Regions from separate parts of the Mus musculus genome. Here region 2 is linked to region 1. A link is a contact called in public Hi-C data. All regions are on one chromosome and are shown on one strand. Each heading gives the region's core, a stretch centred on a gene start, on an enhancer-like site or on the middle of the called end of the contact. The rest is flanking DNA. Distances are from core to core; before and after follow the strand shown. Region 1 holds the start of Slc39a10 (solute carrier family 39 (zinc transporter), member 10). Region 2 has its middle 58 kb from the start of Gm39638.

Region 1 (4,166 bases), core at 1,043-3,542:
TATTAAGGAGATTTTTTTTTTTTAGAAATCATTTATTATTACTAATCTTGATTCATGAAAAGAACAACTGGGTTTGAAAGGTCTGATTTCTTAGAATCTCTCCTGCCCTTTGTAGATTTCATTACCACCATAACTGTGTTGTGGATGGTGAGCACTTTCTCAAAATTAGAAGGGAAGCTGGGCCTCTGTCCTGGGCTTCCTTTAGTGACAGTTAAAGTTCAAGGTGGGGTGTGATTTGTATGCCCATTGTTATATTTGGCTCTTTCCTAATCCTTGGAAGAACTAAAAGATTCATTGGATTCACTATATTGCCTCATAGAAGTAAAACGGTTACCTTTAAATTTCAGATACAGATACATGAAATAATACCGTGACTGAAGCTTTTAGCACTTTAGTTGCCACAATCTGAAATTCTCGAAAATCTTGAAAGGACTGTGAGAGATTGAGGAGTATGGAGGAATCCCATTAACAGCTGTAGCTACTAACTGCTCTCCATGGTCATACTTCAGTGTTTAACCAAGTATTTAGATGTACCTGTGCAAACCAGGTGAACATTGGTTTTGTAAACAAATAGCCCCAAATCACTGCTCGAAACTTGACTCAAGGGCTCTAACTTATTTGAAAAATGTTTATAAATATATATATATATATATATATATATATATATATATATATATATATATATATTGACAATGTGTTTAATCAAATAATTAGAAGCCTTAAAATACCATGGCAAATTGGATATTTTAATGCTTTGTACCCAAAGGATCTACTGGTAAACTCTATACAACTTAAGTCATTACTTTTTGTGTAATCCCCAGCTTAATTCATGGGTCTGAGGACTGTGGTCACTCTGCTATCTTCTTCCACTAATGTTGAGGCCTGAGGACTTATCAGAATGTCTTCCTTTGACAGCAGAGAAAGAGGAGTAGAAGAAGCTCACTGTGGTTTTAGCCACTCATTAAGCACTCGAAAGATGTTCCGTGTACAGGTAGAAAACAAAAGGCAAAACAGCTTCTTTCATGGAGTTCAAGTCAGCGAGACAGGCCACGTAGCCATACCGAATAGGTTTGGCTTTCTATGCCCCTCCTCGGTTCTCTCAGGCAAGTTACTTATTTCCTATGACTTTATTTCCTGGGTAGTCATTCTTCAGTCTGTTAGGAATATTAAATTAATACACACGCAAAGCATGCTGGAGGTACCTGATACATAAAGCTGGCAATTACTACTGCTCAGAGTTATATGCACTCTGTTCATCCATAAAGCAAGGCCAGAATTCACTTTCACTAGTAAATACGCTCAGCTTGAATACAGAAACACAGGCATCTGGGCAGAATACAAATAAGCCTAGACATGAATTAAGAGTCAGGAAGCAGAGTAATGAATAATGAAGCAAAGAGTTTGCCGAGCCTCCTTTTAAGAAAATTGTGGGTTGTTAGTTGCTTAAGAGGGGAGGAGGCCATTGAGAATGGCGGTGTGAGCAAAGGGATCCAAGAACAGGCAGGATATAAGCATGAATGCACCGGTGTTGCTGGGCGGATGGGGGGGGGGGGGCTTGCCTTTGGGTGTAAAACTGTTCCAGTAAGAGAAGGTGGTGGGAAGTCCTTGGATGGGTACCCAAAGCTACCAGAACTACGTGACATTTTTAAACTCAACTCCTTTCTGTTTGGGAAGTCCCACTGTAAGTGCTCTTTAAATGGGGGTGCGGTGGGGGGAGTTATGCAAAACACTTTGCACATAGCACTAAAGTTTAGTTTTGCCCAGAGACTGGCACGGTCGCTGGGACAGAGGGGGCGGAGTTAATTTAATATAGATGTCTAACCCGTGTACAGATCAGCAATCCTAATTGATCACTCCGAAACTTCGGCCTAGGACGCTCGTTCTCCAGGCTTCTACGTCTCATCCGCTAGCCCAAGGCCTCAGCAACCGACGTGCGAGGCCAGGCGAGGCGACCAAGGCCGTTCCACGCATGCGTTAAAAGCCGCCCCAACTCCCCCCAATCCCCGAGGAGTCCTTTCTCAGAACAAAACTAGCGCGGAGCTACAGAGCTCCGCAATTTGCGTAGATCTAATTTCTTCCAGTTGCCGCCAGTCGGTGTAGCTCCCGCCGGTGCCGCCGCTCTCCTACGCCAGGCGCGTCCGCGAAGTGAATGGCTGAACGCTGCCGGTGCGCCGCCGGCGTAGCGCCGATCAGGCCGAGGTGCGGCTGCGCAGGGCGCCCGAGCGGGCCGGGTGCGCCGCCGGCGTAGCGCTGAGGCGGCCAGGGTGCGGCTGCGCAGGGAGCCGGAGCAGGCTGAGTGCGCCGTCGGCGTAGAGCGCCGGCTCTCGCGCTAGGCTCCGCGACGCAGATAGCGCAGGCGGCTTTGGAGAATACACGACTGGGTGCAGCCGGGGTTTGGTACCGAGCGGAGAGGAGATGCACACGGCACTCGAGTGTGAGGTAACTATAAAACCCCGATTTGTTTACATTCCCTCCCCCAGAACCGGCCCCGTGCGCGGCGGAGCCTGGGAGTCCCGGGACGGCTGGGGAGGCTGGGCGGCCGGGTTGGGGCTGGCACCGGGGCCTCTGGGTTGGGACGCGTGTGTTCGCAGCTGCTGCAGGCGGTGGCGGCGAGCAGGAGAGCGGCGCGTGAGGCTGGGGCCAGCCGAGTGTGCCGCGTCGGCGGTGGGGGACCCGCGCCCCACGGCCTGCTGCGGGGCCGCGGAGCGGGCAGCGCCGGTTGAGGGCTGCGCGGGCTTCCCGCGGCCGCCGTACGGGGGACCCGGGACCCGAGGCAGGTCCCAGGGGCTCGTCTGCGGGGGGTAACGGACGGCGGCCGCTCAGCTCCGGGCCAACCGAAAAGGCTCGGTGGGGCGCGCGGGAACTGCGTGTGGCGCAGCCCACGGGTCCCGGAGCCGGGTTGTGGGGCGACCGTGGTGCGGCCGCGGGCTTTGTTCCCGGCCACCGGGGTGTAGGGTGGCGTGGGCGCGGTTGGGAGCGGAGGGAAGTGGCCGGCCCACCGCGGGGTCCGCATCCGCTCCACGCTTCGCTCCTCCCTTGGGGGGGGGGGGGTCTTCGGAACTCTCCAGCCTGGCGAGGCGTCGGGTGGCGTGACGTGGAAGGGCTTCCTGCGGCTTCTGAGAAGACGCGTTCACGTGGGAGCCTGTCCACATGGGCCGAGTTTAAGGAGCTGGGCACGTGGAAGAAATCTCACCGCAGGACGCCCCGCCACCGATTTGGAAGGGTCCTTCACCCCAGTGTCTGCTCCAAGTGACACAAAGCATGAGTTAAAAGACAGTACAACCCACCGTCTCCTAGAAACTTATTTATGTCTCCGTTAAGTGCGGTAACTAGCGGGTGACAGGTTTCTTGTATGTTTTCTTTTTGGATGTGTATCTAATGGTAATTAAGAAAAAGTAATACAAGAGCTGGAGGCTTAGAATTGTTAACAGTGCTATTGGGAAGCCTAAACAAAGCAGAACTTCTGTGTACAGAGTAATGTTAGGATTCCCGTAATCTACAAGTATTTGAGTACCTTGTGAGTCATTTCTCCTGGACCTTGGGAGTCCATCCCACACACCCCTCTTCCTATGTGCATTGGACATTACAGTAGGATGAAAGACACATCAGTGATAAAGTGATAAATGCTGTGAAGGAAATAAAATGTGCTGGTGGGCATTTTTAGCATTTGGTGTTTTCTAGAATAAGGGTCTTGGATTGTGACTATAGATTATTAAGGGTACATAAAGTTACATTGAAAGAGTTAATGGGAAACTATTTGGCTTTGATGGAGTAAGCCATACTTGAATAAAGCATTAAATATCAACGGTACTGGCCTGCCTAATAATGACTAACTTCAAACTAGCAAGAACTAAAAATTATACTTAAAGGATTTAAGTGTTTTGTATTACTGTAATTTTGGCCTGTATTCAGGAAGTTACATCCTCACCGAAAAGTAACTGAATTTCAGTGGTTTTAATCTCTCCCCAAATTGACAAAACTGAATTCTATCAACTAAGCGTGGTTAGGAACCCATGCGCAAGAATGAATGGTTTTGGTGCTACTTTAAAAGAGGTGGCAAAGACGATTTCTCAGGTGATACCTGAAGGCACAGATCTATAAACCCAGCTACTTTGGGAGCAGGGGTGGGAGGAGACTGAGGAAGGAAGCTGGCAAGTTAGAGTCCT
Region 2 (4,166 bases), core at 1,193-3,692, 340 kb before region 1:
ATTCCCAGTATATAAATCAAATAAATTTTAAGTGTATACATTATTGATGTTTATATATGATAAAATATGAAAAGAGTGAAGATGATATCGAAATAGTAAGCGATTTTAGAAAGGATGAAAAAGCAACAAGCACACTTATGTTTTGCTGGGTTGAAGCAAGGTTTAGCAGTGTAGCTAAAGCTGGTATAAACCTTAGCATCCTCCTGCCTAAGCTTCCCGGGGGTTGAACTGAAGGTATTGCCTTAGGTATGGGCCACGCAATGTGGCTTCTCAAACATTTATAATAAAGCCCAGGCCTCCTGATTGCTAATTAATAAGATCATGCTTTAAAAGGGAATCTTCACTAAGCTAAACTCAAAATCAGATCATACGATTAGACCTAAACCCAACTTTACACAACATTATACATGTCCTTCCTTAAATAACTCTAACTTCTCATAGCATGACTGTCAGGAAGTTGCAGGGATGTGTTCACAGTAAACGCTTGGAGAAAAGGAAGCTCTCAAAAAAATAATAATAATAAAAAGGAAAAAAAACAACAACAGTGAAAACATCAATTACAGTCATAAGCAAAAAGGCAAATCTTCACACTAGATTTTTAAAAATCAAAATTAGAACAACTTTTTCTTTTGTTTTCATACCGATTTATGTACCTCAGTTTAATCTAAATTAATTTACCTAATTTTATTCCAAGATTAAATAAATTAAATGTGCCCACATAGGTCCACATATTTTTCATTTATTTACAAAATAATGTGCACATAGATACATAAATATGTGCAGAGACATACATGGAGTATACCAACATCTGTCTTGAGAGGAACTGGCTGGCCAAAGAGATTAACAAAAGATCCATTCTGAAGTGATGAAAGCAACTTTATTCACAAGGGACAGGCCCAAAATACTGCATGGCATAATTGCACATCTGCCTTAGCATTTGCACATTCCAAGGGAAATAGACATCTGACAGCAGCAGGCCTCAGGCATGGACCTTAGTCCTGATCACCTGTTGTGCTGCAGATTTACTGACTGATGGGTTTATAAGCACACAAGACTGGGAGTTCCCTACAAGAATGTAGCATTTAAAAATCCTCATATGACATTCTGGGCTAGAAGTCAGTCTAAGCAGGCACACAATTTCTTTGTTGTTGAATTGTGGGGAGCCGCCCTCACATTCGCCGTTGCAAGATGGCGCTGACATCCTGTGTTCTAAGTGGTAAACAAATAATCTGTGCATGTGCCAAGGGTAATTCTCCACTCCATGTGCTCTGCCTTCCCCGTGACGACAACTCGGCCGATGGGCTGCAGCCAATCAGGGAGTGACACGTCCTAGGCGGAGGATAATTCTCCTTAAAAGGGATGGGGTTTCGCCATTCTCTCTCTTGCTCTCTTGCGCTCTAGCGCTCTGGCTCCTAAAGATGTAAGCAATAGAGCTCTCTTGCTCTCTTGCTCTCTGGCTCCTGAAGATGTAAGCAATAAAGCTTTGCCGCAGAAGATTCCGGCTTGTTGCGTTCTTCCTGGCCGGTCGCGAGAACGCGTGTAAGATTGAATCCTTTTTGAAAGAAGGCAGGATGATATGGATAGAGAAGATGGGAGGAATTCAGAGCCCTGCTTCATCCCTCCAGCCAACAATGGTTGCCTGAAAGTCACTACTAGGGACACTGGGGAGCCACAGTAAAGAAGACCTGCTTGTAGGCCTCACTAAACCAGAAGCACAAGAATGTGAATCTGGACACAGATATACGCTTAGGTAGGTTAAGATTTTCCATAGACTTGAATTACCCTAGTTTAATAAGGAAAGCTTCTATCATGGCCAACCTCAAGATCAGATTTCCCTCCCATAATGCAGGTACCAGGTAGGGCTAGGTCATTAGAATGGCATTGTACATGGTATCAGATTCTCAGCAACACAATTCTTGTTACTAGGAAAGGCTTCTTCCTTCCCTTCAACTGGGAGAACTTGGGTAACCTTGGTGAAAGAAGCCCAGGACTAAGGTCCTAATAATACCAATGTTTTCCTTGATTATTTCCACTGAAGCAGACTTATCAACAGAACTGTCAGCAAGCACTAACTGTTTGGTTCTTTGGGTTTTCTTCCATTGCAGGATAAAAATCCATATTAGCACCCAAATGCCCAGAACGTCAGAAATGTACAAGGAATTACTCTTCTTATAACATGACATAATAAACTGTATGGAGACAACTGTAGGCAGAAGACAAACATCTTCAAAGAACATTGCATACTCCCTCTCTGCAATAAAAAAAAAATTTCTGGATGAAAAAGAACACGATTCTGATTGACTCTTTGCATCTCTGCCTTGAAATAAAGATTCCAACTTCTCCTGAATCTGAATTTAACAAAATTAACACTGGCAGGGCTTGGTGAGTCAGTCTCAGTGGGGAAAGGTCCCGACTGCTGCAGAGGCGTAAACAGCAAGCTGGTGTTTGGATGAAGACCTAGAAAAGAACACCAGAGTGGGTGGTTAGTGGAAACAGATGCTCTGTGCTATAGAGGAGTAATGATCAGACAGTATTTTTAGTTTCTCTTTAACTGTATTGGGGAAAGAAAATCCATTGTTAGTCTTCTCTCATTTAAAGAGTTACAAAGTTGCAGTCAGTGAATGTGCTTGTGTATGACTGTGGATACGATGATGTCTTAGTTTCCTTCTTGCTGTGATAAAATATCCTGATAAAAGACAACATGTGGGAAAGACATTTGGCTCACAGTTTAAAGGGAAGTCATTGCACCGTCACTTGAGACCTCTGCTCACATTGAATCCACAATCAGGAAGCCCAGATTTATGAATGGTAGAGTTCAGATTGCTTTCTCCTTTTATTCAGTCCAGGGCATCCTTTGGACAGTCATGCCACCACACCACACTAAGGGTGAGCCGTCCCACCTCAATTACCCTTATCCAAACACTCAGCATGAGAACTGAAACTTCGTAGTCCAACTCCATGAACTCTTCTCGGCTTCCCTTGATCCATTAATGTATGCTGAACTTAAAATCACCTTCCCATTGTTTCAGATATTTAACATGGCTTACCTTACCTGTCTTTATGTTTTAAACTCAGCACTTTACTAAATATATCAGAATGCAAAAAGGATACATATGTCTCTCCATGGTTTCAGGGAAATGTGGGAAAAGCAGGGGCCTTGTGCTCAGACTTCTTTATCTGTTAGAATGTGGAGAATGAAAATAACAATAAAGAACTAAAGCTCCTCTCTAAGCTTTGTCTGTGATGGCCTGTCTGTTTTTAAATCAATATCCTTTGAACTTCTGAGAATTAACACAGTAGAGAAAATAAAAATAATGCATGCCCTCACAGACATGCCAAAGGCTTTTCTTGTTAGTGATCCTATATCCTGTCTAGTTGGCAATTAACCTTCATAGGTGGCATACTTGTAACTTACACTGATATACAAGTGTAGTTTGTTTAAATACTGAGCCATTTCACTATCCACCTCAATGTGGAGCAGCTTATTCAGGTTTCAAATATTAATAGACTGTTTTTTATTAAATTTATAATTTTAATTTTTCTATTGTTTACTGTTAATTTAGTAACAGTGGTCACTAGTTTTAATGTATAGGATTACAGAATTTTGGAGATATAAAATAGCTTAAAACTTATCTAGTCTGTGTCTACTTTTACTGTGTAAGTCCAAGGCAAGTGTGAATAAGAAGTCTTTGACAACTCATCCAGTGAGTCAGATGAAACAGGGCAAGAATCAGGTTTCTTAAATTCTTCTCCACTGCAAGACCCTCTGCAGGAAAAATAAACTGACTTAAGCGCAATATAAAAGCCAATTTTTTTCCTTTGGGGAAAAAATTAACATTTCTGGCAAAGTGCTTAAGCAAATTTCTTATAGAGTTTAATTAAATCCTGTTATGGGACACTCCTTCCTACACAGCTGTCAGTCGAGAGTGAGCTTTAACATGATTTTTTCATTTATATATGACTTAGCAGATCCAAAATTCTATCTCAAGGACATTTTAAATTCCCAGTATCAAGTTCAAACCCCATAACACTAAGGGAGAGTGTTGAGAAATATAATCTAGGTTCCATCGTCGAAAAACTTTTAAGAGGTCCTGTGTCTAGGTAAGGGGCACAATGAGCAGCCCAGCCTAGAGGTGAGTGCTGTTGCCCAGCACTGACTACCCAAA

The links. Hi-C and Micro-C count contacts between places; a contact is called where the count stands out from the background.
Region 2: a Hi-C map of cortical neurons shows a contact between it and region 1, with 2.1 times the contacts expected there. The contact joins the enhancer-like site here to the promoter of Slc39a10 in region 1. A contact is called at or near these places in 1 of 39 promoter capture datasets (hippocampal neurons), 5 of 484 Hi-C or Micro-C datasets (cerebral cortex, cortical neurons, cranial neural crest and 1 more) and 2 of 115 datasets of contacts at active chromatin or transcription factors (astrocytes and neural progenitor cells).

The regions. Positions count from the first base shown.
Region 1 is chr1:46,851,744-46,855,909 of GRCm38.p6, reverse strand. Slc39a10 (solute carrier family 39 (zinc transporter), member 10) reads left to right here and starts at 2,292. Exons shown (of 10, transcript NM_172653.3): 1 at 2,292-2,439.
Region 2 is chr1:47,191,492-47,195,657 of GRCm38.p6, reverse strand. No RefSeq gene overlaps it. Among named protein-coding and RNA genes, the nearest start is that of Gm39638, 58 kb to the left of the region's middle. Within about 2 kb of position 2,442, at least 10 of the 459 cell types and tissues checked have an H3K27ac peak or open chromatin away from gene starts, as enhancers often do. A contact at or near this core is called in cortical neurons, where this site is marked.